Regions from separate parts of the Sus scrofa genome. Here region 2 is linked to region 1. Evidence: chromatin contacts called from public Hi-C data. All regions are on one chromosome and are shown on one strand. Each heading gives the region's core, a stretch centred on a gene start, on an enhancer-like site or on the middle of the called end of the contact. The rest is flanking DNA. Distances are from core to core; before and after follow the strand shown. Region 1 holds the start of LOC106507571. Region 2 overlaps LOC102162742 (a long non-coding RNA gene).

The links. Hi-C and Micro-C count contacts between places; a contact is called where the count stands out from the background.
Region 2: a contact with region 1 is called in a Hi-C map of omental adipose tissue, with 2.0 times the contacts expected there. The contact joins the enhancer-like site here to the promoter of LOC106507571 in region 1. A contact is called at or near these places in 9 of 47 Hi-C or Micro-C datasets (embryonic fibroblasts, fetal heart ventricle, fetal skeletal muscle and 4 more).

Annotation. Positions count from the first base shown.
Region 1 is chr6:25,933,307-25,936,634 of Sscrofa11.1, forward strand. LOC106507571 reads left to right here and starts at 1,536. Exons shown (of 8, transcript XM_021097535.1): 1 at 1,536-1,559; 2 at 1,744-1,978. The coding sequence starts at 1,536. It also overlaps a transcript of CDH11 not described here.
Region 2 is chr6:26,571,019-26,574,346 of Sscrofa11.1, forward strand. All of the region lies in intron 7 of LOC102162742 (a long non-coding RNA gene), which reads right to left. Among named protein-coding and RNA genes, the nearest start is that of CDH5, 540 kb to the right of the region's middle. Within about 2 kb of position 1,758, at least 1 of the 83 cell types and tissues checked has an H3K27ac peak or open chromatin away from gene starts, as enhancers often do. A contact at or near this core is called in omental adipose tissue, where this site is marked.

The DNA of each region.
Region 1 (3,328 bases), core at 286-2,785:
TACCTCCGCCCTTCTCTCCGATTCTGTTTTGCATTAGTGAAACCTTCTCAAGTCAGACCTCCCCCCCCAGACATTCTTATCCAGAGACAACCCCCCCCCCCACCGCCCCCGAAGCCCTATCGAGGCGAGAGAAGGCACTGGCGGCGCGCCTCACCTGGGGCCCTGGAGGTTGGGCGCGAGCTGCGGGCCGTCGGTCCCTGGCGCAGGGCGAGCGCAGTGGTGTCAGCCCCGGCCCCAGTCCGGGTCCCATTCACAAGTCGGCGGCGGCTGCGAGCTGCCCCCGCGGCATCTGCTCGCGACGCTCCCCTCGGCTGGCGGCGGCCGCGGAATGAGCCGCCGAGCGCGCTAGTGGCAGGAATGAGAAACCGGGGGGAGGTGGCGGGCGGTGGGGGGGGGCTGGGGGAGGAGGAGGGAGGCCGCCGCTGGGAGGGAATGAAAGGGCGGGGGGCGGAGAGGAGCCGAGGCCGCGAGACGCGGCTAGCTGGGCCTCGCGGAGTCTGCGGGGGCTGGCCCGTCCGCGCCCCTCCCTCCAGGGACCCCTGGGATGCAAACCCCGGGATTCGTGGCCACCTCCTCCCGCCCTGGGTCGCCGAACTCTGGCTCCCCTGGGTTTCAGACGGAGTCTAGAGCGACTGAAGTTGGGCTCAAGAGACGCACAACCAATCAAGGAGGGCGGCAGAGGGAAGCTGGGGAGGGCTCGGGAGCCCCTTTTTCCTCCTTCGCCCAAATCCGCTCCAGCTGGTCAGGCTGGGCCCTTGCCCAGGAGGCCTGGGTGGTGGGTAGGGGGGAAGCATCGCTCAAGTGGGGGAGGCAAATGGGAATTGCTCTTCCTCACCCCACCTTCCAGAGATCTCTCCACGTCGTCAGCTTCTGCCCTGCCCCCTCTACCCATCCCTAGCAAACTCAGCTTGGGGTGCGGGTGGGGAAACCTGAGGGAGGGAGACTTCGGACTTCGGAAGAGCCACGTCTCCATTCTCTCCCAGCTTTCCCTCCCCCTCCATCCCCAATGCCACTTGTAAGGAAGGGGGTGCCTGGAGTGCTTAGCCAGGGTCAGCCTGGCGCCCGCCACCCCACCCTTGACTCCAGCTTCAAGCAGGTACAGCACCCCCCCGCCGCCGCCCCTCCGGCCGCACGTATCGACACTTGTTGCCTCCCGCCCCTTCGCTTCACTGGCTGCCCGACCCGCTCCGTGGAGAGTGCGGTTCTGCGGGAGACTGGGCCTGGTGGGGGGGGGGCAGTGCCCAAATCCTCCCTGGGTCTTCCCCTGCATCCCAGGAGGAAGACCCGACGGAGAAAGGGGTCCCGGGCCTGCTTCCTGCCCACGCGGAGTAGATGGGAGAAAAGGCTGGCGGGGACAGGGCTTCAGAATCACGCCAGGGACTGGGCGGGGCGCTCGTGCTTCGGGGAGCGGAGTTGGAACCCGCAAACACCGCCGTCCCTAGGGTAGAGGGGAGCAACTGTGGCCTGGTGGGAACCCCTAGCTGGAACAAGTTTTTCGGGTGGGAGATGGCGAAAAAAGCAGAAGTGGAGGCACGATGAACAAGCAAATGCATAACGGGGTAAAGAAATGCCAGGACGGACGGAGACGAGGACGGAAAAGGAGTGACGGCCCGGGCAGAAAGGGAAGAGGATGCGGAGGGAGAGGGGAGCGAGAGGGGAGAAGAGGGACGGAGGAGTTAACGTTAAAAGAACGAAGAAGGAAGAAAAAGCCTCAGCGGGCAAATGGGAAAGGAAACCGGGTAGTGGGGGGAGAGTGCTGGTAGCCAAAGCCTGCCCTTGGTCTCCAAGCCGCTGGCGCATGGGTCCGCGAGACACAGAGCCCTCGGGTTCTCACGCAGCGCCAGGCTGCGCGCAGGGGCGGCGGGCGGGGCGGGGCCATCCAGGCACCACGCCCCCACCCCCGCGAGCCCTCGTGATTCCAGACGCTCCGGGATCCCTGAGTCGGAGGTTGCTGCTACCTCCGCGTCTTTAGCACCCGGTGAGGCCGTGGTTTTTAAACTGCTGAATGTGGGGGCGCTGAGTTTCCTGTTGTTGGTTCCCTTGTGCCTCTGTGCGCCCGCCCCTCCTCCATCCCCTTACCTCCCAAAGGTCAGAAGGAGACAAGCCTCTGGGCCTTAGGTACTCCCACCCTGGCCGCAAACTTGTGGGTGCTTTGATAGGCACTCCCTAGGCCCACGAGGCTAAGCGCTTTCCCAGAGAGCCGGATGAGTGGGACACGGTGCCTGCCTCTTCTCAGGTTGGTCCCTGACCCTGGGGGAGACCCTTCCACACACTGTTTGCTTCCTCTCAACCTCTCTGCTCCTGTATATATTTATCTGCCACTTCTGTCTGCTGTAAGCCCTAAAACTTTGAATATGTCCTAGGCCATTGCCAAGGTCCCCCACACTCTCAAGGAGCAGAGCATGGTGATGGGGTGCTTTGACTTCCATGATTCCGCTTATAAATGAAGATACACAGGAGAGAGAGGACGAGGGTCCCACTCTCCCTCAGAGACACTTGGATTTTGCTCCCGTTTGTCTAGTAATGGCTGTCTGAATTTTCTCATGCTTTCCACCTAAGTGAAAGTGTAAACAGGAAGGGAAGGTGAAGGGCCCTTCAGTCTAATTGCACCTATACGGAGATACCTGGGATTCATTGATGATTAAGGGGTTGATTGATGAGTGAGAAGTTTCATTAACTCCATTTTGGAGGAACGTCCAAGAATGAGCCTGGTCACATGTAACCTGACATTATTTGTAATGTGTCCTTTGTTTTGGTTCAGTGACAGCAGTTGTTTGGTGATGGTGGTGGCAGTGGTGGTGGTTTTGTTTTTTCTTTAAGACTGTCTTTTTCATGAATGATAGAATCAGCAAATTTTTTAAATGTTAAAAATTGCTTGGTAGATTGCCACTGACGTTGCTCACCTTGAGTCAGATTGAGCCCAGTGTATTGCAGCAGTCAATAATCCTTTGTGTAACCCAACAGTTTTATGCCTGGGAGTGTATCCAAGACAACTGGCAGCTTATGCACAAACTTATGCATAAACACATGCACCTGACTCTCCATAGCTGCATTAGTCATTATGGCCAAAAACTGGAAACAATTCAATGTCTTTCAGTTGGTGAGTGGATAAACAAAACATGGTATATCCATATAACGGAATACTATTCAGCTTTAAAAATGAAAGAAATGCTGATGCGTTACAACATGAATGAACCTTAAAAACATGCTAAAAGCCAGATGCAAAAACTACATATTTTCTCATTCCACTTATATAAAATGTTCAGGAAATGCAAATTTATTGAGATTGAAAGCAGATCAGTGCTTCTCCTGGCTAAGGGTATGAATA
Region 2 (3,328 bases), core at 508-3,007, 640 kb after region 1:
GACCCAAATCCCAAATTGGTGAAGTCTTTCAGAAGCCACACACTTCAAAGGCTCCACCTTCTGAGACAAATTCACTGAATTCCCCACGAGGACATCATGAATACATCTCCAAGTGTCTCATCAACTTTGCATGCTAATTTTAAAAATGTTTAAGTAAAACTTTCATCCTTGCCTAATTTTATTTTATTGCGTTGTTTATTTATTTATTTATTTATTTATTTATTTAGGCTTGCACCCACGCCATATGGAAGTTCCCAGGCTAGGGATTGAATTAGAGCTTCCACAGCAACACGGGATCCGAGCTGAGTCTGGACCTACACCACAGCTCATGGCAATGCCAGATCCTTAACCCACCACGCGAGGCCAGGAATCGAAGCTGCATCCTCATGGGTGCTAGTCAGATGTGTTTCCACTGAGCCATGAAGGGAACTCCCTTGCATAATTTTAGATTTATTGAAAAGTTGCAAAGGTAATGGGGGAGTTCCAATATGCCCTTCATCCAGCTTCGCTAAAGTCGACATGTTCTATAATCGTCATAATTGTCAACACTAAGAACTTAACCTTGGTGCAATACTATTAACTAAACTATAGGCTTCATCTGGACAGCAATCGTTTTTCCTAATGTCTTTTTCTATTCCAGGATCCAATCCAGGATTTCAGATGCTAAATTTAATTATTTACAAATCTTTCAGCCTTGAAAACATGTCCACTGCCAGCCCACTCACCATGAGGACAAGAGAGTTCTCAGAAGGTAAGGACCCCTGGAAACATAATTCTTTATGTGGACCACAAGATATGCACTTGCTAAACATGTGCTAAGCAATATAGACTAAGAGAGATCTGTTACATTGCTGGTATCGATGCAAGGACCTTAATACCTCTGCTACCCTTCCCCCGTATTTCCATTATAATCATGAGTGTCAAGAATGCAAATAGGCTAATACTGATTTGGGCATGTGTAATACACACCCACGCATATGTATCTAAAAGCACACACATATAGAAACATTCTCTATGACAAAGGAAACAGTTCAAACCAGTTGAGAAATGTTGGACAGTTCAATAAATGGTGTGAAAACAAGTGGCTATTCATGCGACATAAATACCTAGGTAGACTCCTACGTAGCTCTTTACCTAATATCAGTCACAAAAATAGCTTCCTGAATTATTAAAGCATCAAATATCAAAGAAGTAAAAACGTCAAATAATTAGAAGGAAACACAGAGAAATATCTAACATGGAGGTAAGTCAGGCTTTCTAAACACAAGTGCTGTATGGGAACCAACAAAACACTGGATGACAAAGCTAGATAAGAGACATTTTCAAAATATGTAACAAGAAATATTCATGATGAGAAAAAGACAAGAGCATATAAAAATGTCTATAAATCTATAGGTAAAAGACTAAATAAACAAGCCAACAGAAAATGACTTAAGGATTTGAACTGGCAATTCCCAGGAACAGAAGAATAAACCCGACAAGGCACATCGAAGGGTCTTTGCTATCAGTGGTAATCAGGAGGCAAAAATGGAAGCAACTTAAGATGCTGTTTTCACCCAAAGGGTTACCATGAGTTAGGCAAATGCATATCAGTCTGGAGTGTGGGTGATGGAAAGGGGCCTTGCTTGAACTGACCTAATGGAAGGACTGTCAGTGAGGACAGCCTTACCCAGGGGTTTTTAACCAGCCAGCAAATGCACATCTCACATCTGTGGATGACAATTGCTGCATCTGCAGTTCCAAGCAGGACCTGCTGGCGAGGACTAGGAGGCATACACCTGCAGGCTGGGCATGACCCAGAACTGCAGCCTCAAGTCAGGGCACCAGGGCCTGGAGTCAAGGCAGGAACTTGACCCTTTCCACCGGCTGCAAGATTGATCCAGGAGAACATAGAAAATACGGTTCCCAGTAAGTGCTGTGTCTCTGTGTCCTGGCCTAGCTTCACCCTCTCCCATCCCCACCCACAAATCAGACCCCTATGTCTGCTCATGAAAATGTAAGGCAGAGGGACGAGAGACCTGCAGCTCTAAGAACTGCTGAGGATGCTGCTGGCCATTTACAACCAGACCTTAAAGCCCTACCTGAGAAGAGCCTTGACCCCTGCCTTCTGCCAGGTCTGCCCTCTCAGGAGGTGATTCCAAAGATCCTTTCTCAAAGGATCCTTTCCCCAACCCCCTGTCCCACTCTCCTCACTATGAAGCTTTATTTAGAGCCTTAGTACAAGAGGCCCTGACACGGCACCCACCATGTATATTGTCTATGTTCCTCTAGAATCATTGTTGATGCCCCCAGAGAAAAGCCAAATTGCAGGCTCCTTCAGGGCGTATTTGCCTGACTTATGAGATTTACTTAGAGTCTATGAGTGCCTTCACTGGGGAGTGAGGGTTCTATGTTCATAGAGGTTTGCAGGACTTCTCAGAGCCTTTAGTAAGCAAATACCCACTGCAAGCACATTGACCACAAACCATCAATTATAAGACATGGAACCCACCATATTCCATGCTCCTCTGAGCATGGAGCCTGTTATTCTCTCTAGAGAACTCTCCTAGGACCAAGGGCTATGTGGAAAACACTTTTAGAAACCCGAGGAGGGCAGAAACCACTTCCAAATCTGAGCCAAATCCTGGCTCATCTTTTACCTATATGAACTTGGGTATGTTTGGGCCTTAATTTACTTGAATGAAAAGGGAAATGTTAACCATATCTAACAGGTGGTATATTTTTCTTCCTTATTTTCATATATATTTGGAAACATTAATTCTTAAATTACTTCTTAAATTTATGACTAGTATGTTTAGGATGTTAAGTAAAAATTCAAAGCCTTCCCCAACCCCCTACCTCCATCTCTCAAAAACCTGAGACCCTTGTTTTGCACAGCCTTTTAGAACTTCCATGTGAACATTTAAAAATGGAAAACAAAGATTGATGCTTGGCTCACAAGCCAGGACATCGATGACCTCCAGTTCTGGTGGCTGCTATGAAGAGGTGAAGGCAGTGGATATGCCCAACTTTGAGGTTGGCACATGACGGGATCCCCATAAATACCAGTTCAAAGCGAGCTCCTGCCTTTGGGCTGGGCTGCGCTCAGGGGGCCCTGTGCCAGTTGCTTTCAGAGTTGATGACTTCCAGAAGTCACTGCTCTGTGCTAATTCAGGAAGAAATTGATAGCTGCCAAGCTCCAGCCCTTGGAGCCTCTGAAAGCAAACAAGTGTGGAAGAGATGTGTGTCCAGCCTCTCTGAGTGGCCACAAGGCTCAGAGCAGCGCCTTTATCTGCCTGGGGCCAAACCACTTTCCTGCTGGTGCTGCCAAAAGAAATCTCCGTCCAGG